Linked DNA regions of Zea mays: regions 1, 2 and 4 are each linked to region 3. The links are chromatin contacts, called in public Hi-C maps. All regions are on one chromosome and are shown on one strand. The core of a region is the stretch at or near the end of the contact, and the rest is flanking DNA. Distances in the headings are between cores, read along the strand shown. Region 1 holds the start of LOC100284548 (calmodulin-related protein 2, touch-induced). Region 2 holds the start of LOC103634803 (protein SAR DEFICIENT 1). Region 3 holds the start of LOC103634806. Region 4 holds the start of LOC103634805 (16.9 kDa class I heat shock protein 1).

Region 1 (3,586 bases), core at 711-3,210, 190 kb before region 3:
GGGGGGAAGATGTCAGGAACATGGGATCTGCACATGAGCAAGTGGAAGGCTGAAAGAGGAGAAGGTTGAGCGGAGGAGTAATCTGTGTAATTAAAGTTTTGTTTGTGATTAGGCCTATTGGGCCAAGGGTTTGGGCCGTCTGGCCTTGTAAGGAGGGTGTACTTAAACCCTGAATCATCTGTTAATCAGCAGACAAGATAGAGAAGAAAAACAACCACCAAACAGAATTTCTATTACCTGCGCTTGTCCTTCCCTCGGAGGCAGCCACCTGGGGTGCTCACGTCGGAGTTGGCGCTACTCCGGCCACGGGTCTCACAGGGATACACGAACCGGTGGCGATTGTGCCAAGCTCTCTCTCTCTCTTGCCCTGTGGTGAGCACCGTCCAATTAATTAGCTTTTGACCAGTATATCCACATTCTGCGTATCTTTTTTTTGTCTCTTCGATTATGATCGTGGGAGTCCATTTGATTTGAAACTTCGGTCGACCCCAAGAAGAGAAAGTGAGCTTGGACAGATCAAACTGATACTATATCTCTGAAGATCTGAGCTTTAGATGACGGGCTGAACAAGCGAAGATCTTCGTCTGCACTCTGCGTGATCCGAAAGAGGGGCTGGATGGTTCCGAAGGGCGTTGCCGACTGCGACTTGCCGTGGTCCGTGGAGATCAAGACCAGCAAGGCAGCAACTGCTCACAAAGCCACAGAATGTGATGCTTCAGTGCCGCGGTCAGTCACCCACGGCCACGACCACTTTGCTCTCGGGATGGCGAACGCATATTGCTGGTCACTACAGGCTGTCAAAGATCAAACGAAAGCTCACCGAAATCTGGAACAGGGAAATCACAGGAAAGCAGAAGAAGGTTCAGAGAAAAACTCGTGTCTGAAGAACTCTTTTTTTCTGTCCCTAGATTGCCGTGTTTGCTTCCGCGCTAATCCTCTGACCAGAACCATCGAATCGCAGCGAAATTGCACACATGTGAGCTGTGGGAACGGCTTGGAGAAGTGAGAAGTCAAACAAGACGGGTGTGATCTGGCTCAGGAAATCGGACACGCCACAATATACATAATAATACTGTAGATAATAAGTAGTCTTATGCAGGAAGTTGAGTATTTCCATTCCTCCAGTCCAGACTAGGTGAAAGCAACAGAAGAGGCAGAGGAACTCGATCCCTTCCCCCCGACTGATGCCCAGATGAGTACACCTACACCTACACCCGTCACTCCTTCTTGGCCTTGTCCGGCACGGCTGTCACTCCGGCGCCGGCCTGAGGCTGAGGCTGGGGCTGGGGCTGGGGGCCGCGCATCATGATCTTGAACTCCTCGAACCCGACGCAGCCGTCGCCGTCGGCGTCGACGCCGGCGATCATCCGGCGGCACTCCTCGGCGCTGCACCCCTCGCCGATGCGGGCGAGCACGCTGCCCAGCTCGGCCGCCGTGATGCGCCCGTCGCCGTCGGCGTCGTACACGGCGAAGGCGGCGCGGAGCTCCGCGTCGTCGCCGTCGTCCCCGCCGCCGCCAACGCCGCGCGCGTGGAACGCCCTGAACTCGCCCAGGTCCACGAAGCCGTCGCGGTCCGTGTCCAGCTCGTCCATCATGGCCGCCACCTCGCGCCGCCCGTGCGAGGAGCTCGCCGGCGGGGAGATGGCGCGCGACACCGCCGCCAGCTCCGACGGCGAGATCCGCCCGTCGCCGTCCGCGTCGATGCGCGAGAACACCCTCTGCATCTCCGCGTCCGCGTCCGCGGCCGCGGCCGACGACACCGCCGGGGGCCTCCGCCCGGCCTTCTGGGCCTGGGCCTGGGCTTGCTTCTTGCTGGCGCTGCTCGACATGGCCATGGAACGGAGGAGCGTGGATGTGGTGATTTGAAAGGGTGCTGGGCGCTGGGCGCTTCCCTGTGTGGTTGTGGTTTTGCGGCAGTGAGCACCGAGCACAGCTGAAGGGGGTGTTTGATGTGAGCCGCGTCCGCGTCCTGATGGTTGTAACGGCGAGTGGTCTCGCCGGAGGTATTAATAGCCGCTGGCGACGACGCGGTTTTGACACGCAGTGGCAGGGCGCCGACTTTTCTCGTAGTCGTACGTACGTGACGACTGCCAGATGGGGTCTCGTGGCGCCTGCCTCGGTCGGCGAATCTGCCAGGCATCGCGCCGCGGCCGAGCCACATGTACGGCCGGTGGAGAGGCCGCGCGGCCGGTGCGGATCTCGGCGTGTCTCCTTGCTCCAGCCGGCAGCTTCCCGGAAAAGCAGAAGCGCGTCGAGGAGGCGGGCAGCCTGAATTTACCGCCCACGTCAGTACGTAGTACGTACTACCAAAAGCGTCATACTCATATCCTCATGGGTCCGCAAGGCACGTGGTCGCATCGATTAGAATTTAGTGAATAAATTAGAAATATTATCACAAGACTTGACGTCTTGTCCTTATTCTGGAATTTATGAGGACGAGAAAATTTAAGAGAAATATATTTAGTCATATCTTTCTTAATATATCAAATTTTCATATGTGATATGTGCAACATACGTTGCATTATCTTCGTAGATAACTATGTAGGTATTTTGGAGTGTTAAAATCACATGACTTTTAAATGTGATTAGTCATTCATCGTAGCCAAGCATATTCACGTGTAGCTTCGTATAATACGACTATCTCTGAGTGGTTAGTAGATATAGGTGCTAGTGTGTCAGATTGCTAGGATACGAAAGTACCACCATAGAGAAGCACAAAGGCGATCTGAGATCTAGCATTATGAATATTTTCTGACATCCGACATCTATACAATCCACCAAAGTTTGGTACGGATTCTCTGGGAAAAAATGTCTAAGATCTTGAGTGACTTTGAGGTATTTTAGTACAGTCTGGACACATGTCCAATGTCTTGTAGTTGGGTTCGCATTGTGTTTAGCTAGCGAATTCACTGTAAATGCAATTTGCAAGATACATCATTTTTCCAATGGCGCTGAGGTAAAACAACATCAGGTCATAGTTATTTCTCATCATCCCTCTCTGGTCTAAATGGAATAATATCCTTTTGAATGGATCTTACAACTATCGAGGTGTTTAACGGGTGAGCTTTAGTTATATTACATATCTCAAGGACCTTCTTATTAAAAGGTCAACTGGTGTACAAACATTGCTTTGGGGAAATTATCATTTTATAGGACCAAACAAAACATGGTTTTCTCAAGTATTCCATTCCAGAGTCTATCTTGAGGTAGACACTACCCTCCTCAATACCCTTACCGTAATCTATGAGATTCAGGTTATCAACATTGATTGAAATAATACAAAAACCATACAGAGATTTTTGTACTGAACATACATTGAGAATCTGAATTATTTACATAACACTTCTTCAAGAAACACTAAAAACAATTAAATATATTTAACCCACATAACCCTCTGTATTGTAGCATAACCAACATGACATAGTTTAATCTAAATTCTCCTTCTATACCACACTGTAACCATAAAACATCATTTTCTATAACTACTTTTTATTTACTATCGTTTTTTCATCTACTAACAATTAGAATAGAGCCCACGGCTACAAGACGGAGGGAGAGCGAAGGGGGCGGCCACCTGCACGCCACG
Region 2 (4,079 bases), core at 277-2,776, 250 kb before region 3:
GCCAGTGTGATGCACGCGACAAGATATTGTCTGGTTCTGTGTGCCCAGCCGGAGGGGTGGTGGATGACACGGCTTTGCGGCTGCTGCGGCAGCCGGCGCGTCGATGCCCCTCTAGAGGGGTTTGTGCGGGATGTCAAGGCGACGGTGCATCTTGGCGTGTTGATGTGCTGGGGGCATCTTGGGCGAAAGCCTCGACGACGGTGACATATGTGGGTGCCGCATCCCTGTCGAGGGTGTCGCATCCTCCAGCAATGTCTTCCTTGGGCGAAAGCCCGATGCATATCGGACACACGACAGTGTCATCCCCGACGTCACTACCTTCTTGAAGGCGTCGCATTGATGTTCGTATCGACCACGACATCCCCTTTCGGTTGTTGCTTTCGCTTCTCGCCGTCTAGTATGTGGGTCAAGGTGGGTTTTTGCAACATGAAGTCGAAGCTGCTACATCAAGGGATGTGACTCGACAACGATGACAGGTGGCGAACCCCCCCTTCTTTGTGGACTTGATTGTTTCATAGGTTGGGCAATTGCCTGGGGTGGGACGGAGGATTGAGCTCGTTGGTGTAGAATCAGAGCTACCTCACATAGGATGTGTTGAGGCTTCGCAACGACGACGCACCGCGATCTTGCTCCTTTTGTGTTGGTGTTTGGGTGTAGGCATCATCGTGTTTTCTTTGGCCGTGTGCGGCCCGTCTTGCGGAGTCGAAGCTGCTTGTCCCTTGTGTCGAGCTCAGCAACGATGACTATGGATGGGTTGTATGTGGGAGCTGACGTTGCCTGGCCTGTTTGTGCACTCTGCATAGGTTTCAGGCTCGATTTTTCTTAAAATTGAGTCAATTATATTCTTTTTTTAATTAAAAGGTAGAGCTCCTGCCATTACGTTCAAATGCTAGATCAAGCTAAAAGCACTAGTTTCACTTATGTCACTCTCTCAGTCTATTCAATCTAGTATACGAGAAGTATGGAAAACTGTTCTACCAAATGCTTTTATATAACAACTTCAACCTAGCTATTTATTAGGCTAAAGAAATAAATTCACGTTCGCTTGGCTTTAATCCGTACTGGCTTTTATTATTGTTTTATCTCTATAGATTACAGTTGCAGCAGTAAGAACACCTGATTTTAATCTAAAGTATTCTAATAATAATACAGAATTATACTAAACAAGACCTGATTCCTGATTCTTAAGCCTGGTTGGTTTACGTTGATATAGCAACAGCACTATTCCGGCCGCTGCATCAAAATTTAAATCAAGACGCACGGCACTTTCATCGAACAATGAGAGGCAGCTCTGGCTGGTGACGAGAGACACGATCACACGAACGCGACAAGTCGACCTCGCTCTCCTCACTTCCTCACTCTATGGCATCGGCAAGTCTCACCTTCGCGCTTCGCGGCACCTTCCTGACTTCGGTGCTCCCACCTCTCATTTCCCGCGAGCACACTGTGCAACGCCGGCCCGGCCCAGCCCGGCACACATTGCGTCTGTCTCTATATAAGAATGGCGGACGCTAGCGAGCAACTCTGCCCAAACCGCACCAACGGCCAACGCACAAAAAACCATTCTCAGCCTCCTCTCCTACTCGAGCAGCTAGCCCAGTCAATCATTCTGCTTGGATTGGATCCACCTTGTCTCTGAAAATAGCTTCGAGACCTTAGCGCCCAAGAAACGGTGACCGACCGTCCCTGCGCTAGTAGCAACAGCAACAATGGCGGCGAAGCACCTCCACGACGGGTACGAGCAGGACGGCGACCAGCCCGGCGACAACCGCATGCGCCGCCTGCCGTCCTTGTCGACGTACGGGAGCCGCGTGCCTTCTTTCTTTCATCTCCCGAGCTGGCTCTCGCTCTTGCTCCCCCTCTGTTTTCGTTAATGGCCGCTCGATCGGACTGACTGTTCGCGATCCACGAATTGCAGGGTGATTCGGGAGGCGATGATGCAGAAGGAGATGCAGAACCTGCTCAGGTGTCTGGAGCCTCTCATCCGCCGAGTGGTAAGCGACGGCCGGCCGACCGGCCGGCTCGATTCCCATTTCTTCCTGCGAGCGAAGCAAGCAGGCGTCGTGACCGGCTCCGTGTCTCGTGGTCACCGTTGGTGGCTTGGTGCAGGTGCAAGAGGAGGTCGAGGCAGGGCTCAGGCTCATGCAGAGCCTGCGCTACATCGAGAGGGCGCCGGCGGAGACGCCGGCGGCGGAACGGGCGGCGTGGAAGCTGGCGTTCCGGACGCCGCCGCAGCTGCCGATCTTCACGGGCAGCAAGATCGAGGGCGAGGCCGGGAGGCCGCTGGAGGTGGTCCTCGTGGACGCGTGCACCGGCTCGCCCGCCGCGCCCCCGGTCCCGCGGGCGCTGCGCGTGGAGCTGGTCCCGGTGTTGGGCGACTTCCCGCCGGACGGGCGCGAGGACTGGGCCGCGGACGAGTTGGAGAGGAGCGTCGTGAGGGAGCGCGAGGGCAGGCGCCCGCTCCTGACCGGCGACGTCGGTCTCACCCTGAGGGACGGGCGCGCCACGGTGGGCGAGCTCCGGTTCACGGACAACTCGTCCTGGGTCCGCAGCCGCAGGTTCCGCATCGCCGCCCGCGCGGCCTGCGGCGGCGGCGGCGGCGGCGGCGCGCGGGTCCAGGAGGCCGTGACGGAGGCCTTCGTGGTCAAGGACCACAGGGGCGAGCGGTGCCGCAAGCACTACCCGCCCGCCCTCACGGACGACGTGTGGAGGCTGGAGAAGATCCGCATGGGAGGCGCGTTCCACACGAGGCTGATGTGCCGCAACGTCGGCACCGTGCAGGAGTTCGTCCGGATGCTCATGGTGAACCCCGACGAGCTTCGCGCGGTGAGTTTGCATGCGTTCAGAACGCAGCTTGGCGTCCATTTTCATTTCATTTCATCAACCGTGCTAGCTTGTAGTAGTAAGTAACTACTGCAGTGCTATTGATTGTGGGTTTCTGTGGGGGAGGAGGGGTCAGATTCTGGGCGACGGCATGAGAGACCGCATGTGGGAGGCGGCGACGAGGCACGCCAGGACCTGCGCCCCCGACGGCAAGGTGTACGCGCACGCCACGCCGCACGGCACCATCTTCGTGGACTCCATCTTCAACGTCGTGAGGGTCGACGTCGGCGGCGTCGAGTGGCCGCTGCAGCAGCTGAACAGGGGCCAGACGGTGAGTCCTCCGCCAGCGCCATCTCAGAACAGAAGGTCAGATGAGCATGAGCTCCCATTGGTTTTGTTCGTTCTGACATGTACTCTCGTTCCGGCTCCGGCAGATGATGGTGCAGCAGATGCTGCAGGACGCGTACGAGCACCGCCACAGCCTCCAGGACGCGGCCGAGGAGGCCTTCATGCTCGACGGCCACACCGACACCAACGCTCCGCTGCTGCAGAGTAAAAGTGTCCCAACCAACTTTCCTTTCTAGTTGCAGACGGTTAGGAGTTCCGCCTGACCGCCTCGATTATTCCCCTGCTCTAACACCTTGTGCACGGGCGACCTGCAGACGCAGCGCACGTCGCGGCGCCGGCGCCGGTGGACACACCGCTCTGGTTCCAGAACGCCGCGGAGATGGACTTCCCCGACGACGACGACGACGACGACGTGGTTCCCGTTCCCCAGGTCAACAGCTTCGGCTACCAGTGGACTGGCCAAGCGTTCCACATGTGCGCTGGATGGGTAAGCCCCGAAGAAGACATGAACGAGGAACTCGAGTGAAGATCGCTAGCAAGGTTCCAGCAACAGGATGAACATTAAAAAAAAACTACAACGTGGTTGTATGTCCACGACCAGGATCATGTGTGTGAGTGTGTCTGTGTGTGTTCATGTAACAGCAGGGTCTAAGGGTAGGTGAGTTCGAGCTGCCCTTCACTGCATCGCCGGACGCGCCGCCGAGCGTCCGCGAGCAGCGAGAAGCGGCGAGCGAGCTAGTGCAGGATTCTTTGGTTTGATTCGTATTCTTTGTTGTAATTGTAATCTCTCAGTTTTCCCGTTCAGCCTGGTCGTGGAGCGTCCTGCTCTGCTCCTGCTCCTGCTCCCAAAGATGAGTTGAGTTGCATGTAAATGTAACGTCGGAGCAGCGACGCGTGGGGCTGGCTGG
Region 3 (4,132 bases), core at 108-2,607:
CTTCTGTTGCTGTAGCCCAGCCCAGCATGCTGGCTGGAAAAAAAAGAAGCCAGTCTTCGGCTTCCTCGTCGCCGAAAGCAAGATAGCGAAGAGCCGAACACACATGTCGACATGACCCAGATTTCACTGAATGAACATTTGTTGAATAGCTTGGGCGCGGATATCCAGACAACAGAGATACTGCTGCCAAGTGCAACTGTGCCAAGTTTAAAATTGTACGTAAGTATGATTTGAAGTTTTGAACTGAAATGTTGGCAGAGATGTTGGGACTAATCATTGGGTTCGCTTTACCGGAGTCCGAGGCAGGTTCTTTGCCGGATCAAATTATCTTGTCCGGATTTGGCGTAGTACAGGTTACATTAGTACATTTTATATGTTCGAACAACGAGGAAAAGCAGATCGCCCGCGGCGAGGATAGGAAGGAAGGGAGGGAGGGAGGAACAGACAAGAACCCGGGACCAGCACGCAAAGCTATACAGGGCTGGGCACAAGTGCGTCTCAGAAGAATGGGACACTGGAATTAGCGCCGTACGGAGCTGATCTGACGGACTGACTGGCGCACTTGAACGCCTGCCGAATCATACCCCAGCGCTCGCATTTCCCCGTCACCAGGCATGCGGTTACTGAACGGATTCGATCACTCCGGGATGGCGACGAGCATCGGCCGCCACGGCCTCCGCATGAGCAGCCGTCGGCGGAACCCGCCGAACATGAACCTCCGGTGCGCGGCCGGCGCGGCGCCACGGTGCGCACCACCAGTCGGCGACGCCGCACCCGCAGCCGCATCCGCATCCGCATCCGCCGCCTCCGGGCGAAGCGGCGCCACAGGCTGCCCGAGCTTCTTGGCGCACCGGCAGGCAGCGCCATCCGTCGACGACGTGACAAGCAGCTGCTCCAGAGAGCTCCGGCTCAGCAGGTGGCTCTTCTCTCCTTCGCTATCCTGCTCCGCCGCCGCCGGCTGCTGCTGCTGCTTGCGGCTTCTGCGGAGGAGGAGCAGGCGGCGCACGAGGGTCCACAAGCTCTTCGCCCTGGGCTGCTTGTTTAGCTTTAGGAGCCTGACGGCGGCCATTGTTCTCTCCTCGTCGCTCCAATAATTGGCTGGCCCCTCTGATCACTTGGCGTTGTGGACGTGCAGTTATATATATGCTAACCGTGCTCACATTTTAGCCGGTCTGCTACTACTACCAGTCTACCACGGATTCGGAAGCTGAACAGCCAGGAACGCTGCTCTAGTTAATACACACGCCTATATATCTATCTATCGGTTTTGTCATGTTCGTATATGGTAAGGTATTCATCTATCTATGCGTTGAGGAGAGTTACCCGCATCAGACCCTGTCGTACACAACTATTCCAACGAGGCCCTTGACACATCAGCCAGGGAGGGCAGCTTGGCACATCGCAATGGTGTCGAGGTCCAAACTGAAAAAATAAATTCCCTGGTTTCTTTGTTTACGACGACGAGTAGCTTGCGAGGGGCCACGCACCGCCATTTGGAAGGCAGGGAGAGAGAGTGTGCCCAGCCAGCGTCCGCATCAGGATCGCCGTCATGCGCCAACCACCGCGGCGCTAGAGGACGCGCGATTCTTGGTAAGACGCGCTGCGCCGCGCGTGCCCGGACCGACGGTCGCCGTCGCCGCCATGGCTAACGGCGTCTTTCCGTCGGAGCGTTGTTATTCTTCTACCTGTGTGTGCGCGGTATACGTCGCCGTCGGATCCCAGTTCTCGCACCGGGACAGAACGAGATGCGTGTGTTGTCGGGCGACGCGATTTGACGCGTTCGTTTTTGGATAGTGGTGTGGTGCTATGACTGCTTCTGTCAGACGTCAAGCGAATTGATATTTCTAGCGACAGTGTGGGATAGAGATGTACAAATGACCCGTGGCCGTCGGGTGGCCCGTGCCACGACATGTTTTTGGCCCGTCACGAACACGGCATGGCCCGGTATTTGGGCTGGGCTTGGACCGCTGTCGTGGCACGCCGTGCCGGCCCGAGCACGGCCCGGTTATTTTTTTTATTTTCCAGTGCATTTCTTTGTATATTAGAAGCAACTTTAATAGTTTAGATATAAAATAAGTTTGGTTTAGTTGGCTAGAGTGGTGTAGCTAGACATTTTAAAGCTTATTTTTAGTTTTTTTCCTACTCCGGCCAAAGCACGACGGGCCTTAACGGACTGCGGGCCGGGCCGGCACGACTTGGCTATGTGCGTGCCGTGCTTGAGTCTGGGATGTGGCACAGTGGCCCAGTCCAGCACAGCCCGTCAACCTAACGGGCTCAGGCGTGCCGGGTCGAAGGCGGGCCCGTGCCGAGCCGTACTGCACGGCCCACCCGTTTAGACATGTATAGTGTGGGATAGTACTGCTGCTGCCTTTTTGGCATAGCGACGTGGCTGTGCAGTACTGTCTATACGACGAGAAAAAAACAACACACAGAATACTGTTCCAAAACAACTGTGTTGACGCTTTTTTGGAGCGCCAAATACCCAAGAAGAACCGGCGGCGGTGCTCTCTGGTCAGGCGCGGACGGTCCGCGGCACAGGGCCGGACGGTCCGCGACCTGGCGCAGGGGCTAGGGTTTCCTGCCTGTCGGCCGGACGGTCCGCGCCCTGGGGCTGGACGGTCCGCGCGTGTGCAGGGGCGGCGGAAGATCGCCGGCGGTGCCTGGATCTCGCTCCCGGGAGGGACCCCATCGGGGAGGAGAGATCCTAGGGGTTGTCTAGGCTCGGGCCGACCGACCTAGACTCCTCTAATCGGCGTAGAGTCGAAGAGAGGCGAAGAATTTGGGGATTGAGAGGCTAAACTAGAACTAGACTAGAACTACTCCTAATTGTACTGAAAATAAATGCGAATAGAAGTTGTATTGATTCGATTGTTGATTACAAATCGGCCGTAGACCTCTCTTTATATAGAGGAGGGGGCTGGACCCTTTACACGACTGGATTCCGGGTTAATTCCGCAAATCTAGCTAACAAACATAGCACAAAACTCGTAACCCTAAACTGCTCTGCGCATGCGCGGACCGTCCGGCCCACAGGCGCGGACTGTCCGGACCGCGGACCGTCCGGCCTCAGGGCCGGACCGTCCGGCCGCTCAATATGGCGCTCAACATATGCCCCCCTGCCTTTTGGTGGAGCTGAGCAACCCAAAAGCAACTAACTCGATGTGATTACATCGGTTTTCTTAGGCATCCTGCCACATACTAGGATGGTATTGTTTGAGGAAACGCCCATTCAAAGCCTTGGGCAAGTCCTTGCCTTGTAATGTTTGTAGCAAATAGGCGTTGCCAGACATCACCTGTTTTACTTTATAAGGGCCTTCCCAGCTTGGTGACCATTTCCCGAACTTCCGGTCTTTACTCCTTAGAGGCAGAATGGTCTTCCACACCAGGTCCCCTACTTGAAAAGATTTTGCTTTGACCTTCTTGTTGTAGGCCCTGGCTACCATGATTTTGTCCTTTTCTATAGCTCCCAAAGCTATCATCCTTTTGTCAGTCACCTCATCAATATTATCCATCATTGAATCATAATAATCGGTAGTAGTTAGATCATTTTGTCTGGCGAACCTGATAGCATTCAAACTTATTTCCACAGGCAACACTGCTTCCTGCCCATAGACAAGCTCAAAAGGAGATACTTTAGTAGCCCTATGTTTAGATATTCTATGAGCCCATAAAGCCTCAGACAAAATCTTATGCCAATGTTTAGGATTATCAGATATTTTCTTTTTTATCAAATTAATCAATGTCCTATTGCTAGACTCGGCCTAACCATTGGCCTGAGCATAATATGGAGATGAATTAAGCAGCTTAATTCTGTATAATTCAGCAAATTCACGTACCTCCTTTGACATAAAAGAAGTACCTTGATCTGTAGTTAAGGTCTGGGGAATGCCGAATCTATGAATGATATGCTCAATTATAAACTCAATTACCTCCTTGTGTGTCATGTTCTTTAGAGCAACGGCTTCAGTCCATTTGGTGAAGTAGTCAGTGGCAACTAACACAAACCGATGCCCCTTTGATGATGAAGGATGAATTTCCCCAATAAAGTCTAATCCCCATCCTCTGAACGGCCAAGGCTTGATGATAGGATGTAATTCGGCTGCAGGGACCAACTGTAGGTCGCCGAATTTTT
Region 4 (3,806 bases), core at 879-3,378, 130 kb before region 3:
AGATATGTGATCTAAAAGTCTCAAATCATGTCGTTGACATTGTAATCAACGATCATGTCGTCGAGAAGATTTTCTGGCTGAGTAGGAACATTGTTGGTCGGTGACTCCTTAGGAATCTCAAGCGAGCAACCATCCTGCTTATTTTCCTCATTTGCCTGATTGAAGTGTGCTTCATATCGTGTCTTCTTGTTCTTGCTCTCTTTGGAATATTTCATATAAAGATCAACCAAGTGCTTTGGTGTACGACAAGTAGCCGCAAAGTGAGTATTACAACCACACTTGTAACAATGTTTTGGCTTATTTCCATGGGATTGTTTATCTCCACGGACTTTCTTGTGTACATGTTGTTTATGGTTTTTGTGAAAAACACGATTACGATGTTGACCACTAGTTGAGTTCTTTTGATTTCCAGGTGGAAATGCAAAAGTCTTTTTATGTCTTGAAGCTTTATTCTGAACATTATGGACTTCAGGCAGAGGGGTTGCACCAATCGGGCGCATATGATGGTTCTTTAATAGAAGTTCATCATTTCTTTCTGCCTGATCTAATGAGTGAATAAGCTTGGCATAAACTATGTGGTTTTCCTTGCGATATTGGTTACAAAGAACTCTGTCCGCAGGATGCATCGTATTTAGTGTTTTGCGAATTTTCTCCTCATCAGATGGTTCTTTTTCACAAAAACGTAGTTTAGTGCATATGTTATGAACTGCATGATTGTATTCACCGATAGATTTAAAATCTTGTAAGCGCAGGTGATTCCATTCATGTTCAGCTGTTGGAAGTACCAATTCCTTTTGGTGTTCATAACGTTCTTTAAGTGCATTCCATAATGTTTGAGGGTTTTCCTCTAACAGATATTCTCTTTTAAGATCTGGATGTATGGATTGCCTTAAGAGTAATAATGCAGTAAACTTGGTTTTATCATCAATAGGTTCCTCATTTAGTTGAGGTGCAGAGATTGCATTTAGAATTCCTTTGGAGGCAAGAACAATTTTGATATCTGTTGCCCATGCGGGATAATTAGTTCCATCATGTGCAAGTTCTTCATAGCCCGGAGGTTGAGTTTGTGTTTGCATTTTCCGTTCTTCTTTCCCTGTTCGTCTGTTCTTCTTCTGGCGAGAGCGGGTGGCGAGAGCGGGTGCTGATAACGTGTTAGAAAAAGAAGGGACTGAAGCAAATGATGCGTAACTTTTTCATTCAATGATGGTGTGTATTTATACATAGTGAAACGACAGAAAACTTGTCCGTTCGCTAAAGACGGTTTCCTCGTCGTAGGAGAGAGGGAAAAGGTGCCTGTTCGGAAACAGGATTTACATAAAGGAATATTATTAACACTAATCCTATTAACTAATGACCGTCGATCTTGTTAATCTCCACCTTTGATATTAAGTGTGTTTCTTCCTCCGGATTGCTGACGTGGACGAAATCATTTTATCCTTAACAAGCGCAACATGCAGGACATCCACGGACCAGTAGCAGTACAACGGGGCTCCAATCGACGTCCAACGGACGCTCAACCAGAGATCTCGATAGCCTTCACCTCGGGCTTCTTCACCTCCGTCTTAGGCACGGTGACCGTGAGCACGCCGTTCTCGAGGCCCGCCTTCACCTCGTCCACCTTGGCGTTCTCAGGCAGGCGGAAGCGCCGCACGAACTGGCCGCTGCTGCGCTCGACGCGGTGCCACTTGTCGTTCTTGTCCTCCTCCTCCCTGCTGCGCTTGCCGCTGATGACGAGCACGTTGCCGTCCTCCACCTCGACCTTGACCTCCTCCTTCTTGACGCCGGGGAGGTCGGCCTTGAACACGTGCGCCTCGGGCGTCTCCTTCCAGTCCACGCGGGCGTTGGCGAAGGCGGCGGTCTCGGAACCCCCGGAGGAGGCCGCCGACGGGACGATGGAGCGGAACATGTCGAAGGGGTCCCACCAGAGGTCGAGGGAGAAGGGGTCCAACACGTTGCTGCTGCGCCGACTCACGAGCGACATTATTATTGTCGATGCTATGCTATATTTATGCGTACGTCTGAGAGTAAAACACTAAACCGAACTCGGTGGATTAATTGCAAGAGTGTGCTCGACGTCGACGAAGTATGCTTCGCTAGTGGCAGGTCAGGTATAGAGCTTTGCAATTTCTCCTTGGTGGTGTGGGTTGCAGCAATCTGTGCGTGGCAGGTTATTTATAGGACCGATCCTCCATCCACAACCCATTCCTGAGACGTCTCGAGCTATCTCCAATTCTCCACTGCTGTAGTGCGTGCTGTCCAATTATTGCTTCGAGAACTACGAAGGGCCCACTTCCATTCCAGAGAAATCTTCCTGGAGCTGGACGATTCACACGATTGCTTTTCTTTCGTTTCGATTAAATTCTGAATTATCCATCCGAGGGTCTTTGGAAACTTTGTAGTACTCATATATATTGTGAGTGTGATATATTAGCTTTCATTACACATGTATACATACGTACACATACACACAGAGGTACATGTGTACATTCGGGCCGAGCCCGGCCTGGCCCAAGCCCAAAAAGGTTCGTATTGTTTGAATTTTGGGCTGCGTCGGGCTGGCCCACGGTCCGTCACGTAATTGACTAAACGTGTCGGGCTTATTTCGGGCGGCCTGAAATTATAAAAGCCTGAAATTCATATCAGGACCAAAAATTCAATTTTTGGCTCGAAATTCACATCAGAACCCTAAATTCAAAATAAATTTAATAAAACAAATCAAGATAAGACAAATAAATTTGACCAAAACTAAACTTAATATTTGTATTAAGTTACCAGAGCTGTGCAATGACTACCTCGTTTACAAATCATTTTGTTAGAAGGAAAAAGAGTATAATCAGCTCTATACAAAGTTCGTAAATTTAGTTCATTATCTAATGTTCATAACAAAAGTAAATTTACATCACATACTTTAATTCAAAGCTACAAAAACATCTAACTAGCATTATCTCTAGCTTTATGTTCTTTATCAAGTATATGAAATTGTGGAATGAAGTGTGTTTTAATAAATATATGGACCTTTCCATGTCTCTATATGAGGGCCCCTTTGGTAGGGCTTATTTTTTAGCTTCGGCTCTGGCTCATGCAAAAGTTGTGCCAAACACCTCTTTTTCAAATGGCTTCACGAGTGAAGTGCTTTTCCAAAATGAACTAGAGGGCATGAGCCAAAAAAAGTGGCTCACCCGGCTTCAGCTCACGTCTTTTTTGCACAATAGCCCTCCCACCAGTCCAAATTATTTTTTTGGTCCTGCCCTCAATCCCTAGCCACGTACAGGAGAGATAAACTATACAAGGGTCTTTCTGAAAAACAACCTATAAGCCGTTTTGTCAAATGATTTTTCAGAATGACTTTGGCTCATCTAAAGAAGTGGTTTCACCTCGTGAGCCAGAGCCAAAGCCGTTTTTGGAGAAGCCAGAGCCCTGCCAAAGGGGCCCTGAGTCATTCTGTGTCTGTCTTAAACGGGCCGTGCTCGTGCCCGCCCATGGATTGCGACCTCGGTTCAAACCCGGCTCGACACTAAAATATTTCAGACAGTGCTATACCTAACTCGTGTTTTTTTTCGTGCTTCGGACCAGTCCATCAGGTCCGACCTAAATATACATCTATACACAAAGAAGCAAAATTGGACAGTCATATTACTTCCGATGGCTTTTAGGGCAGCTGTTGGGTCTTAACATTAATTTAACAGATGTCCGATGGTCTTTCTAACAGCCATAAAAAATATGGGGAGTTCCTATTCACGGACGTCGTTTCAGCTGTCATTTGGCCTCTCTCGCTGGCGCGCCCTTTGCCCTGCCCGTCGCCGGCT

The links. A called contact is a pair of places that touch in the nucleus more often than the background predicts.
Region 1: a contact with region 3 is called in a Hi-C map of leaf mesophyll, with 5 times the contacts expected there. The contact joins the promoter of LOC100284548 here to the promoter of LOC103634806 in region 3. A contact is called at or near these places in 10 of 25 Hi-C or Micro-C datasets (bundle sheath, ear, endosperm and 4 more).
Region 2: a contact with region 3 is called in a Hi-C map of ear, with 7 times the contacts expected there. The contact joins the promoter of LOC103634803 here to the promoter of LOC103634806 in region 3. A contact is called at or near these places in 2 of 25 Hi-C or Micro-C datasets (ear and tassel) and 1 of 3 datasets of contacts at active chromatin or transcription factors (leaf).
Region 4: a Hi-C map of tassel shows a contact between it and region 3, with 3 times the contacts expected there. The contact joins the promoter of LOC103634805 here to the promoter of LOC103634806 in region 3. A contact is called at or near these places in 2 of 25 Hi-C or Micro-C datasets (ear and tassel).

The regions. Positions count from the first base shown.
Region 1 is chr8:13,391,511-13,395,096 of Zm-B73-REFERENCE-NAM-5.0, forward strand. LOC100284548 (calmodulin-related protein 2, touch-induced) reads right to left here and starts at 1,961. Exons shown (of 1, transcript NM_001157443.2): 1 at 1,095-1,961. The coding sequence starts at 1,835. The coding sequence ends at 1,218.
Region 2 is chr8:13,333,804-13,337,882 of Zm-B73-REFERENCE-NAM-5.0, forward strand. It overlaps LOC103634803 (protein SAR DEFICIENT 1), which reads left to right and starts at 1,527. Exons shown (of 6, transcript XM_008657393.2): 1 at 1,527-1,798; 2 at 1,919-1,994; 3 at 2,110-2,826; 4 at 2,960-3,154; 5 at 3,258-3,375; 6 at 3,486-4,079. The coding sequence starts at 1,710. The coding sequence ends at 3,697.
Region 3 is chr8:13,579,989-13,584,120 of Zm-B73-REFERENCE-NAM-5.0, forward strand. It overlaps LOC103634806, which reads right to left and starts at 1,358. Exons shown (of 1, transcript XM_008657395.4): 1 at 277-1,358. The coding sequence starts at 1,069. The coding sequence ends at 638.
Region 4 is chr8:13,444,917-13,448,722 of Zm-B73-REFERENCE-NAM-5.0, forward strand. It overlaps LOC103634805 (16.9 kDa class I heat shock protein 1), which reads right to left and starts at 2,129. Exons shown (of 1, transcript XM_008657394.3): 1 at 1,137-2,129. The coding sequence starts at 1,981. The coding sequence ends at 1,514.